2 separate regions of the Triticum aestivum genome follow, and region 1 is linked to region 2. The links are chromatin contacts, called in public Hi-C maps. All regions are on one chromosome and are shown on one strand. The core of a region is the stretch at or near the end of the contact, and the rest is flanking DNA. Distances in the headings are between cores, read along the strand shown.

Evidence for each region. A called contact is a pair of places that touch in the nucleus more often than the background predicts.
Region 1: a contact with region 2 is called in a Hi-C map of leaf, with 2.9 times the contacts expected there. The contact joins the enhancer-like site here to the promoter of LOC123055182 in region 2. A contact is called at or near these places in 2 of 5 Hi-C or Micro-C datasets (both in leaf).

The regions. Positions count from the first base shown.
Region 1 is chr2D:633,637,535-633,643,747 of IWGSC CS RefSeq v2.1, reverse strand. LOC123055183 (sacsin) reads left to right here. Exons shown (of 13, transcript XM_044479152.1): 8 at 1-216; 9 at 291-423; 10 at 1,239-1,759; 11 at 1,867-2,778; 12 at 2,864-3,037; 13 at 3,396-3,814. The coding sequence ends at 3,593. Among protein-coding and RNA genes, the nearest start is that of LOC123055183, 19 kb to the left of the region's middle. Within about 2 kb of position 3,802, at least 1 of the 8 cell types and tissues checked has an H3K27ac peak or open chromatin away from gene starts, as enhancers often do. A contact at or near this core is called in leaf, where this site is marked.
Region 2 is chr2D:633,596,618-633,603,431 of IWGSC CS RefSeq v2.1, reverse strand. It overlaps LOC123055182 (chaperone protein dnaJ C76, chloroplastic), which reads left to right and starts at 2,716. Exons shown (of 2, transcript XM_044479151.1): 1 at 2,716-3,666; 2 at 3,755-4,595. The coding sequence starts at 2,854. The coding sequence ends at 4,402.

The DNA of each region.
Region 1 (6,213 bases), core at 2,553-5,052, 39 kb before region 2:
CCTGCAGAAAAAGGCTTTCCAAGTATTGGTGGCAAGAAAGGGGGTAGAAGGGTATTTGCATCTTATAGTGAAGCTATCTTATTAAAGGACTGGCCACTGGCATGGAGTTCTGCTCCAATTCTTGCCAAACAATCAATTATTCCACCTGATTTTTCTTGGGGAGCATTTCAGCTTCGGAGTCCCCCTGCCTTCTCTACAGTTCTAAAGCACTTGCAGGTCAATGTTGTAAAACACTTGCAGTTTAATATCGAAATGATTTCTTCCCTTACCTTTTTTGTGAAATTAAACAGACTGTTGGGAGAGGCAATGGTGAGGACACACTGGCACACTGGCCATCTTCATCAGGGATAATGACAGTAGAGGATGCCTTTCTCAGGATCTTGCAGTACTTGGAGAAAGTATGGGGAACAATATCGTCTTCAGGTAGCACAAATACGCAACTAAGCTTTTACCTTACTGTATATGCCATTTGTAGTAATATCGTTAGTTCATCACCTTTGTACTCTCTTCAGTTCCAATTTCTTGTGGTGAAGTTTGTTCTCTCATTTTTTACTACAAGACACCTAATGATATACTTGGTGTTGCAACCAGTCCCAATTCTATTCGGTGAGGTTTCATATTTGAGTGCAATCATGCAAATTTTCGTGTGGCCTGTAAGGCGGATGAAGCCCTGAAAAGTGAAGACAATATATCCAGATTAAATTGCACCTGAAATGGTCATGCGAGTCTCCTAAATATCTAGATTTGATCTAATAAATTTCCTTTTTCACGTATAACTTTTTGAGGCCAGTAGATGCTCCATATTTCAAAAAGGTTAAAACCTGTGGCGAACTATTCATAATCGCTTGTTCTCTGCATCAACTCAATGTCTTCATTTATTTCAGCCGGGAATCATTTTCTTGCTTGAGTGAGATTTACTTCTTGCTGATATTGTAAATAAATGAACAGTTATTACCATGGTCATGTGTGATTTTGACATTTTGCCATTGTGCTTATCCATGTTGCTTGATTGCGGTAGTAAGAAGTCATAACTGATAAACCATAAAGCCAATACAGCTACTAATGAACTTACTAAGACATGCCCTTGAGGTTGTATTTATACATATGCACAAGCTTTTGTTTGCTATGGTATATAGAGAACCACAGAAGGGAAGGTGCGGTGGGTTTTTGTTGCTTTTTGAAAAGAGATCCGCTATTACTTTAAACTGATTGTTTTTATTGCTTGATTTTCTTTTCAGGAAAAACAGAATTGATGGAACTGGCATTTATACCAGTTGCAAATGGTACTCGCTTAATAGAAGCGAAATCACTTTTTGCTCGTCTGACTATCAACATGTCACCTTTTGCTTTTGAACTTCCAAGTCTGTATCTTCCATTTGTTGCCATTCTTAGAGAAATTGGGATGCAGGAAAGCCTTACAAACTCTTATGCAAAGGAGCTCCTTTTAGATATCCAAAAAGCATGTGGTTACCAACGCCTGAACCCAAACGAACTCCGCGCAGTGATGGAAATCTTGGACTACATGTGTTCAGGAGTCAACCAGCCTATCTCAGACGGATCAGAAGGGCTTTTTGATTCTGTAATACCAGATGATGGCTGCAGGCTTGTCTCAGCTACATCATGTGTGTATATTGACCCATATGGTTCTCATTTCCTGAGTAATATAAATACATCCAGGATAAGATTTGCTCACCCAGATCTTCCTCAGAACATTTGCAAGGCCTTGGGCATAAAAAGACTCTCCGATGTCATTGTAGAGGTATACTTCTCTAACGTGATCTGACATTTCTTTGCCAAATAAATGATTTTGCGCAAGCAATCTTAAGTGGTTTCTATTTCAAGTTAACTTAAATTTTGCCTTGTCAGGAACTTGATGGGAAAGAAGAGCTTGAGGTTCTGGACAACATTTGCTCAGTTACTCTGGATAGAATAAAAGAGAAACTGCTCAGTAAATCTTTGCATGCTGCATTAAGGATTGTGATGATCGGTATAACCAATCATTTCCCTTCTTTTGAAGCCCTCAGTATAGTGCAAATAGAAAGTATACTGAAGGATATATCACAGAATCTGCAGTTTGTTAAACATGTCCATACTCGCTTCCTGTTGCTTCCCAATCTCCAAGATGTTACGAGAACAGCTCAGCATCCTTCTCTTCCTGAGTGGTCAAGCAACAGAAAGCACCGAAGCATTTATTTTGCTGATAAATCCATGGGTCATATTCTAATTGCAGAGCCCCCGAGTTTTTTGACAGTACATGATGTTATTGCAATTGTCGTCAGTCACAGATTAGGGGCACCAGTAATCTTGCCAATCGCTTCGGTATTTGCATGCCCGGATGGTTCAGAGAAAGAAGTGCTTCAAATACTCCATCTTGGCACTGACGTTGGAGTTTCGAAACGCGAAGGAAGGTACGACTGTTCCCTGGGAGGAGAGTTATTGTCACAAGATGCTCGCCAGGTCCAATTCCTTCCGTTGAGACCATTCTACAGCGGAGAGATTGTGGCATGGAAGACAGGAAAAGAGGGGGAAAAGCTCAGGTATGGTAGGGTTCCTGAAGACGTAAGGCCATCAGCCGGCCAAGCACTTTACAGGTTTCCGGTGGAGACAGCCCCCGGCGAGACTCGCATGCTACTCTCCAGTCAGGTTTACTCGTTTAAGAGTGTTTCAACGGCTGACCTCTCTCCTGCTCCTTCCCTACCGGATGTTGGTAGAGTGGCAGAAGTTGGACAACCGGGCCACTCGTCCGTCAGCTCTAGAACTGAAAGCACAGACAATACGGTTAGTTTTCAATTTTTTTTGGGGTGCAGTCTCTACTCTTTGGAATCTGGATTGTTTGCCATAAAATAGTTTTACTGTTTAACAGGCTGCTGGGCTTGAATACGGCAAAGTATCTTCCACGGAGCTGGTTCAAGCAGTCCATGATATGCTTTCAGCTGCAGGGGTAAGGATGGATGCTGAGAAGGAAACACTGCTAGAGACTACTCTTTCCTTGCAAGACCAGCTTAAAGAATCTCAAGTGGCTCTCTTGGTGGAGCAGGTTTGTCACTTCTATGTCTTTTATGTTGTCTTAAAAGCAGTTCCTATTGGTAGTATCGGTCAGTCACTTGTCGACTAAGACACATGCTGCGTGCTCATATATCATGTCTTTTAGGCGATTTTCACCAGGATCTGTACTTCTGTAGATGTTTACATAGGGGTTTCGACGCACTGACCGGAGAAATTGCGTAGTTAGTTGCACAATGTAATGTCCTAGGGAAACCACTTCGTAGTTGCATTGCATAGCTACCTAGTTAGCATTGCAGAATCACCACTCTTCTGAATTCTAACTTAAAGCGCTTCTTCTGAAAACATGCTTGCCTATATGACACTGAAAGTTGTTTACACTACTACTGTAGGAGAAAGCCGAGTCGGCGGTGAAAGAAGCCGACATTGCCAAGGCGGCATGGTCGTGCCGCGTCTGCCTGAACAACGAGGTCAACATGACCATTGTACCGTGTGGCCACGTCCTGTGCAACAGGTGCTCGAGCTCGGTGTCGCGATGCCCGTTTTGCCGGACCCAGGTGTCCAAAATGATGAAGATATTCAGGCCATGAAGACACCGAGGTGCACCTGCTCGATGTTGTTCGGATCTCGCATTCTTTGCTCGACGAGCGTTTGTAAATATGAGCATGTGTAAATATGAGCCACAGCGCATTTTTAGGTTAGTTTAGAATTGCTGCAAAGTCCTTTTCGTCACACCAATAGTTCAACTCTTCATACCCAGGGCTGCCCGAAATACGGATGCGAGGTGCCTAACATCTTCCGGTTTTCTTCAGACTCGTTCGTCGTCTAGCTGCTGAAAGCGTTTGATTTCAACTTCCAACTAACTCATGGAAACTTCGCTTTCTTGCTGACGGAATCATGAATCTGTCACCCCCTCGGGTTTATTTCAATTTGGCTACAGAAAAGTCCTAGTACCTTATTTCTGGCGCCAAGCCACGCTCGCTGGTCCAAAATATCAGTGCCCTGCCGCCGTACGTGCGTGGGCACAGGGGTAAAAAGGCAAAGCAAAAAAAGCTCCAAGGAGCAGCGAGAAAAAATCTTGCTCACCAGAACGACGTTTGGTGATCGAGTCGCTGAAGCTTCTCCCACCAGTCGGGGGGCAGAGGCAGAGTAGCAAATCCAATCAAGCGAAGCAGAGCAGCCAGCGCCTCATATGCCGAGCTGCTGCCTCCTCCAGCACCACCGGCAGTTCCTCCTCGTCGTCGCGCTCTAGCGGAGGAGGGCGCGCGCAGACGGAAAAAAAAGTCAATTTTCTGAAGGCTCAAATGTCTTTTGATTTATTTGAGTCGTAGGAAAACTAAACTATAAAAAGCGTCGAGGAGATTGCACAAATTTTAAGAAAGTCCTTGGAATCTCTGATCCCGGAGCGGAGGTTTTCCTTTTTGTATAGGCTGGGTCCTAGGATCCCTGACCCCTGGGTCCCCGGGGTTAAGAGTTTCCTTTGGGGGAACCGCATGTCAACCCTTTAGCTCAGGTCCTCGAGGTGTGCTGGTGGGCAACAACTAGACCCTTCTTATTCCTCCAACCCTAATCTTCTTCTTGAGTTTTCTCCACCGTTGCCAAATCCTAAAAGCTTGATTCCTCCACGCAAACTCCACCAAACTTTGAGGATTGAAAGAGAATCACCCGATCTACACTTTGACCAAACCAATTTGTGATCCCCATAGTTGTTCATCACCAAATCTGTCACTCTTTGATACTCAGGACTCCTAGGCGGTAGGAGTCATGCACGGGTGCTTCCTTGCGTGTGGTGTGCTCCAGGAAGTTTGTAAAGGCCTGGTTGCCGCCTTCAAGATCAACCGCAAGTGATTTGAGACTCATCCGTGCAGTGGCTCAAAAGGAAGAAAAGGATGAGCCACTTGGTGGTGCTTGGGAGCTTTGGCTTTTGCACCTCTCCAACTGAGATTACCACTCCCCAATAGTGCGAACTTTGGGACACATGCACGTCTCCGACTTGTATGAATAATATATTGTTAGGATTGTTGGGTCATCTAGATCACCAGTTTCACCAACAACCATTGTCGGTTTATCACCGAACCGTGTAAGTAGAGAAGGTTTGACAAAGGATCTTAGAATGTCTAGGGTTGGGCCAGGAGGGTCTCTTAACGCCTTCCTGTAAGTCACGTTTGACCATGAAAAACAAGTAAATAATTATGTCAACGGTTCAATTTATACTCTAGAAGTTTCTACACATTTACTTTACCTAATCAAAGATTACAAAACGCTATGAATATATCTATTAGATCATACCATTTAGAGATCTTACCAAGATATTTAGGGATATTAAAAAAGCACACACAAATACATACATATACAATATGCAATTTATGTAGCTGTAAAACATTGATTCAATAAGCCATGCCTTTTTTGTATTACATTTTTTGTCACAAAAAAGGAGTAAAGTAGCATAATGTTTATTCTCGAAATAAAATTTAATTTAGCATAGTGTAAGTGTAATTTTTAATAACACACATTACATTTGTATAACAAATAATATTATACTCCCACCGATCCATATTACTGTCGCTGGTTTAGTACAAAGTTGTGTTGTTAATATTACATTTGTTGTGTTGTCATGAAAAAGGATCCATATTACATTTTTTTTACTAACTTTGGACTAAACCAGCGACAAGTATTATGGATCGGAGGGAGTACTAACATTTAGGGAGCGTTCTTAGGAAAAACCAAAGACTTCAAATTTTTTTTTGTGTTTCTCTGAATTCTTCTTTTGCTCTAGAAAATATTTTGAAATGACTAAAAAGACTTTCTCTCACTTCTCTTTCGTTTCTTTTATTTGCTTCTTTTGATTCTTCTTCTTTGTTTCTTTTTCTTTGTCTCTTATTGAGTCTTGTTTAAAAAGGAGAAGATAACAAAAAGAATTCCAGTTGGCTCTTATGTGCTTTATCTGAACTAATAAGATCCAAAATTATATATGTGTCTTCTCCTTTGCGTACAGTTATTTGCGGACTTCAGCTTAGTCCACAGCGACACTTGCACTATGTTATTTATTTTCCACATCATTTGATCATGTAAGTGAAAGGCAATAATGACGATAATTTGGTGAAGTGATCGTGGTAAAGAAAGTTGGTATGAACTCAACTTGTTTTTATTGTTGTACAAACATTTGTCCTAGTGATTTAGTTATAGCCAAGGTTGAAAAAAACGCTAGGC
Region 2 (6,814 bases), core at 1,467-3,966:
TCCGTTTCTGAACAGACGTTTCAACCGTGGTATTATAGGTTCATACCACATCACCTTCGCAGGAACCCTCTTCCTGGGGGGCTCGCCGTCAACATCACCAGGGTCATCTCGTCTGATGTTATACCGTAATGCACCCCATACAGGGCATGCGTTCAGATCCTTGTACGCACCGCGGTAGAGGATGCAGTCATTAGGGCATGCATGTATCTTCTGCACCTCCAATCCTAGAGGGCATACGACCTTCTTTGCTGCGTATGTACTGTCGGGCAATTCGTTATCCTTTGGAAGCTTCTTCTTCAATATTTTCAGTAGCTTCTCAAATCCTTTGTCAGCCACAGCATTCTCTGCCTTCCACTACAGCAATTCCAGTACGGTACCGAGCTTTGTGTTGCCATCTTCGCAATTGGGGTACAACCCTTTTTTGTGATCCTCTAACATGCGATCGAACTTCAGCTTCTCCTTTTGACTTTCGCATTGCGTCCTTGCATCGACAATGACCCGGCGGAGATCATCATCATCGGGCACATCGTCTGGTTCCTCTTGATCTTCAGCAGCTTCGCCCGTTGCAGCATCATCGTGCACATCGTCTGGTTCCTCTTGATGTTCAGTAGCATCATCGTATTCAGGGGGCACATAGTTGTCATCGTACTCTTCTTCTTCGCCGTCTTCCATCATAACCCCTATTTCTCCGTGCCTCGTCCAAACATTATAGTGTGGCATGAAACCCTTGTAAAGCAGGTGGGTGTGAAGGATTTTCCGGTCAAAGTAAGACTTCGTATTCGCACATATAGGGCATGGACAACACATAAAACCATTCTGCTTGTTTGCCTCAGCCACTTCGAGAAAATCATGCACGCCCTTAATGTACTCGGAGGTGTGTCTGTCACCGTACATCCATTGCCGATTCATCTGCGTGCATTATATATAATTAAGTGTGTCAAATACCATTACCGAACATCATGAATAGCTAATTAAGTGACCAAATTAATAGAAGTTCATCATCACATTAAAACCAAAGTACATACATAGTTCTCATCTAACAACATAAAGCTCTCCAGAGCATCTAAATTAATTAAACCATACATTGAAACTATGTAAAACATTTCAATGCGAAAACAAATGCGATCATAATCGCAACCAAGGTAACAATTGATCCAACGGCATAATGATACCAAGCCTCGGTATGAATGGCATATTTTCTAATCTTCAGGCGCATTGCATCCATCTTGATCTTGTGATCATCGACGACATCCGCGACATGCAACTCCAATATCATCTTCTCCTCCTCAATTTTTTTTTATTTTTTCCTTCAAGAAATTGTTTTCTTCTTCAACTAAATTTAACCTCTCGACAGTAGGGTCAGTTGGAATTTCCGGCTCACATACCTCCTAGATAAATAAAATCTATGTCACATTGGTCGGCATAATTTTCATAAACAATAAATGAAGCAATAGTTATAAAGATAATATATACCACATCCGAATCATAGACAGGACGAGGGCCGACGGGGGCGGATACCAAAACCATCGCACTATATAATAACAAGCAATAAAATAGTAAGAAAATTAGACAAGTATATATCTCTAAAGAAAGAATTTTTTTCTTTCAGAAAGAAGATAAGAACAAGAGGCTCACCACGGTGGTGCCGTCGACGAGATCGGCGCGGGCGATCGACGACAGTGAAGACGGGGACGGGGCGTGACGGGCCGCTAATATAAACCTAGACAAATCTCGGGAAAAATAGAGTTCGGAGGTCGTGCTTCGAGAGGAGAAAGCTTAACTAGTGTGGCTTGGGCATTTCATCGAACACCTCATGTGCATAGGAGGTGAGCTAGAGCACCACAAAGCCCTCCCCTCCCCGGCCAGAGAGAAACAGAGCACTGGAGTGCTCTGCTCGCGGGCGAGGGGTATATATAGGCGCCTCAATGGTCCCGGTTCGTGGCACGAACCGGGACTAAAGGGCAGCCTGTTGTCCCGGTTCAAGCCACCAATCGGGACCAATGATGGTGGGCCAGGAGCCAGGTTCATTGGTCCCGGTTCGTCCCACCAACCGGGACCAAAAATCCAGACGAACCGGGACCAATGGCTCACGTGGCCCGGCCGGCCCCCTGGGCTCATGAACCGGGTCCAATGCCCCATGGGTCCCGGTTCTGGACTGAACCGGGACTAATGGGCTGACCCGACCTGGACCAAAGCCCCCTTTTCTACTAGTGAGTTTTAATCCTTTTAATCTTACTTCTTTTCATCAATGACATGACTTTTTAATTGTCTACTACAATAATATGTCCTGGCTCCGTTGAGAGATGGACGATGATGAACTTCTACTTCTTTCAATGCTTGCGGTTGTCGCTGGTTGAAATAGATCAAAAGTTTCCTGAAAGAAAAATCTAGCTGCTGAAAGCGTTTGATTTTTTTCCTTCCAACCAAGTACCGGATACCTCGTTTTCTTACCGATGAAATCACGGAGCAGTCACCACCTCATGTTTGTTTCAATTTGTTTACAGAAGAAAATCCCTACTAGTACTTCCTCCGTTCAGAATTAATTGTTACAGAAATGGATGTATTTAGACGTATTTTAATTATAGATACGTCTATTTTCGAAACAAGTAATTCAGGGCGTAGTAAGTATGGAGTACCTTATTTCTGGCGCCTACCGAAGCTTGTCCAAAATATCAGTGCCCAGCCGCCGTACGTGGGCACACCGGTAAAAGGCAAAGCAAAAGGCTCCAAAGGAGCGGCGAGGAAAAATCTCGCTCACAAGCACGACGTGTCGTGATCGAGTCGCTCAAGCTTCTCCCACCATTCGGGAGGCAGAGGAGCAAAGCCAATCAAGCAAAGCAGAGGGGAGCAGCCATGCCCGGGCTTCTCCTCAACACCGCCGCCCCCCTCGCCAACCCCAGGCCGTGCTCCAGCTTCAGGCCCTCCCGCCACCGCCTCAGATGCCAAGCCGCCGCCTCCTCCTCCTCGTCGTCCAGCTCTAGCGGCGGCGGGCGCGCGGGGTCGTCGTGGGCGACGGACTACGACCTGTACGAGCTGCTGGGGGTGGAGCCCTCGTCGCCGCAGGCCGACATCAAGGCCGCCTACCGGGCGCTGCAGAAGCGCTGCCACCCGGACGTCGCCGCCGGCAACGGAGACGCCTCGGCCGGCCCCTCCTCCCACGACATGGCCGTGGTGCTCAACGAGGTGTACGCGCTGCTCTCCGACCCGGCGCAGCGCCGGGCCTACGACCGGGAGCACGCGCGCCGGTCCGAGTTCCAGGGCTACACGGGCCGCCCGCTCTACTCGTCGTGGCGCGGCGGGGACGCCGAGACGCGCGCCGTGTTCGTCGACGAGGTGGCCTGCGTCGGCTGCCTCAAGTGCGCGCTCCACGCCGGCCAAACCTTCGCCATCGAGTCCGTGCACGGCCGCGCCCGCGTCGTCGCCCAGTGGGCCGACCCCGAGGACCGCATCGCCGACGCCGTCCAGACCTGCCCCGTCGACTGCATCTCGTATGTGGAACGGTCGGACCTGGCGGCGCTCGAGTTCCTCATGTCCAAGCTGCCGCGCCGCAGGGTCCGCGTCTCCGAGGCCAACGCCGCCGGCTCGCCCGACATCTTCGCCGAGGTCGCCAAGTTCAAGGCCAGGTTCGAGAAGATGGAGAACAAGTCCGCCACCAGGCAATCCGAGGTAGTACTAATTTCATCCAACCCAGCTGCCTCGTGAACATGCTCTGCTCAGCTAATCACATCACATCAATGGTGAATGGTGAACGCAGGAGTCGGAGGCGACGTGGCAGTCGAGGAGCTCGGCGGTTCAGACCATCATGTCCATGTCCAACTGGTGGTACTGGCGGCCGTTCAGAGCCCCGGCCGGCGCCGCCACCGCCGCCGTCCCTGCCCCTCTCCGCCTGCTGCCACCGCCATCGTCACCGCCGCCTTCTAAAGAAGTGGCTGACCCCGTCACGGAGAGGCTCAAGGAAGCAGCCGCGCGACGCAAGGCGGAGGGCGCGACGGCGTCGGCGGTATACGCCCGCCAGCGCGACGAGTACTGGACCCCGCAGCGGAACCTGCCGTCCACGGCCTCGTTTCCGTCGCCGGAGGCCCAGAGCGCCGCGCCGCCGCGGAGACGGGTGCGAAGAGCGTCCGGTGGCGAGAGACCGGCCGAGAGGAGGGTGAGGATCGACCTGACGGTGCCGCTGCTGATGGCGATCGTCGCGGCGGGGATCGCCGGGTACAACAGGGAGGAGATGGCCGGGGGCGTGATCGAGGACCACATCGGCGGTGCGGCCGCTCTGGGAGTCGTGAATAGCTCCGAGCTTCAGGTCGTCTTGGCCGGTGTGACGTGGTTCATCATCGGGGCCGCTGTCGCCGGCTTCCTTCAGGTGGTGCTTGGAAGAAGGAACGACCAGGAATCCAGAGAATGAATGTGCACGCGACGTAGTTAGAGATAGAACAAAGCTGTAATTTGTAGTACTAGGTAATAGCCGTGCGTCGTAAGAGCATCTCCAATAGATGGTTCAAAATTTGGCGGTCTAAAACCGAAGATGTAAAATTTGGACCGTCAAAAAGTGCGTTTTGGAGCTCCGAAAAAAGCTCAACTCTAACAGATAGTCCAAATTGATGGTCCAAAAGAGCAACTCCAACAGATGGTCCAAAATGAAGATGTAAAATCGCCTTGATCGTCTTCTTCAACCTCGGGACGTCGGCCGCCTTCGTCAAATCCATCGCCATCAAGCTCTCCCCGACCTCCCCGAGCACGTCATCCTCCCCGTGATGAGCTCCTCTCCCAATCCCTCTATTTTTCCCCTTCGATCGGTGTCGTTTGCCACCGCTCCCGTGCTCGTTCGTGGTCGCCATGGCCGGAGCCCGAGCTCCCCTATACGTGCTCCTTTGCCGGCCAGCAGCAACAGAGGCGGGCAGCGGCCGAGGCGAACACCACGAGCAACGGCACAGGCACGCTGCACGGGGCAGCAACGACGGCAGCTCGGCTGGACAGTGCGGGGCGGCGGCGGGGCCGGGAGGCGGTGGCCTAAGGACCCGGCGGAGGCCTACATGGGCAGCCAGACCGCCGGAGGCGCCGAATCCCACCATGGCTGCCTCCCGATTCGGCGGCGCCCGGGCGGCTGCGAGACGGCTTCCGGCGAGGGAGGCGACGGGGGCGAGGGCGGCGGAGGGCGGCGCGGCGATTTGGGGCGGTGGCGGCGGGGATTTGGGCGGTGGCGGCGACGGATTCCGGCCGACTGGTGTTCGGGCGGGCGGACATGCGCGGCTGTGAAATGAAATGAAGTGGCGGTTGGGCGTTGGTGGGCGGTCGCCGAGTTTGGACCAGATGCATCTCGTGATGTAAATTTGTACCGCGAGGTGTTGTATTTTACATCACGAGGAGGCCGCGGTCCAAATATTTTTACATATGGACCGTCTGTTGGAGCAGCGTTTTTTGCCTCAGACGGTCCAAAAGTTAGATATTTTTACATTTGGACCGTCTATTAGAGATGCTCTAACGAGGTTAATATATATTTTGGTGGTTCAATACCAAGGCATTTCCTATTTAGCGCTGCAGGCGCCCGTTATTGGCAAATTTACAAACGGGCGCCTGCAGCACCCCGCGCTGGGCCGGCCCATTACAATGTATTCTCATCGTACGCAAAAAATTGGTGCGCTCATTGAGAATCAAACCAGAGACCTCCCTGGAACAGATTTGTTTGCACAACCACCGCGCCAGCAAGCGGGATCCGATAAACTTCAACTTTTTACATCTTTCATTCCTTGCCTTCCTCTTTTTTCTTTTTTTCTTTTTCTCATTTTCCTTTTTTTTCATTTTCGTTTTTTGTTTTTTCTTTCTTCTTCTTCCTGGTTTATCCCCTCATCAATTTTTTTCCTTTTTCTCTTTTCTTAAATGCGAGAACCTTTTTCAAATCGATGGTGTTTTTGTTTTCAAAATCAATGAACTTTTTTCTATTTTTAGTGAACTATTTTAACAAATGATGATTTTTTTACAAATTCGATGAACTCTTTTTCAATTTTGACTTTTTTTCTAATTCGAAGAACTATTTTCTAATTTGATGATTTTTTATCAAACCCGATGAACTTTTTTTCAAATTCGATGAAATTTATGCAAATTTGATTAAGAATTTTCAAATTCGATGAACTATTTTTAAATCTGGTGAACTTTTTTCAAAAGTTGATGAACTTTTTCCAAATCCAGTGAACTTTTTTTCAAATTCGCTGAACTGTTTTTAAATTTGATGAAGAATTTTCAAATCAGATGAACTTTTTTAAAATTCGATAAACTTTTTTTCAAATTCGATGAACTTTTTTCAAATCTGTTAACTTTTTTGAAACTCATGCTCGTCTTCATTGTTCTGAACTTTTTTTTACAAAATTTGTGCACTTTATTTCCATTTCATGAACTTTTGTTTTTGAATTCGTGAACTTATTTGAATACATGAACCTTTTTTACATTGGCCAACTTTTTTATGCAAGTTCTTCAACTATCCAATTTTTAAATATTTTTTCCGTACATTCACGTTTTTATCAATGTTTTCAAATAATTCAAAGAACTAAGCGAGATAAGTAGCGCTGCTACGGTGGTTCTTAAAGAAAGTCGCGTTGAAGTGAATCACTAGCGGCCATGAGGTGTACCGGTTAGCTAAACTCCAACATGGCTGCGAGGTCGCGAGTTCGATTCAAAGAGAACCACGTTTTTTAGATGCTTTTTTAGCGTAGACTGTGCGGTCGCTGGACTGTACGTTTCGTGGGCCGGCCCGGCATCGGACGCTGCAGGCGCCAGGAGCGCAAACGGGCGCCTGCAGCGCCGTATAGGAGCTCCCCAATAC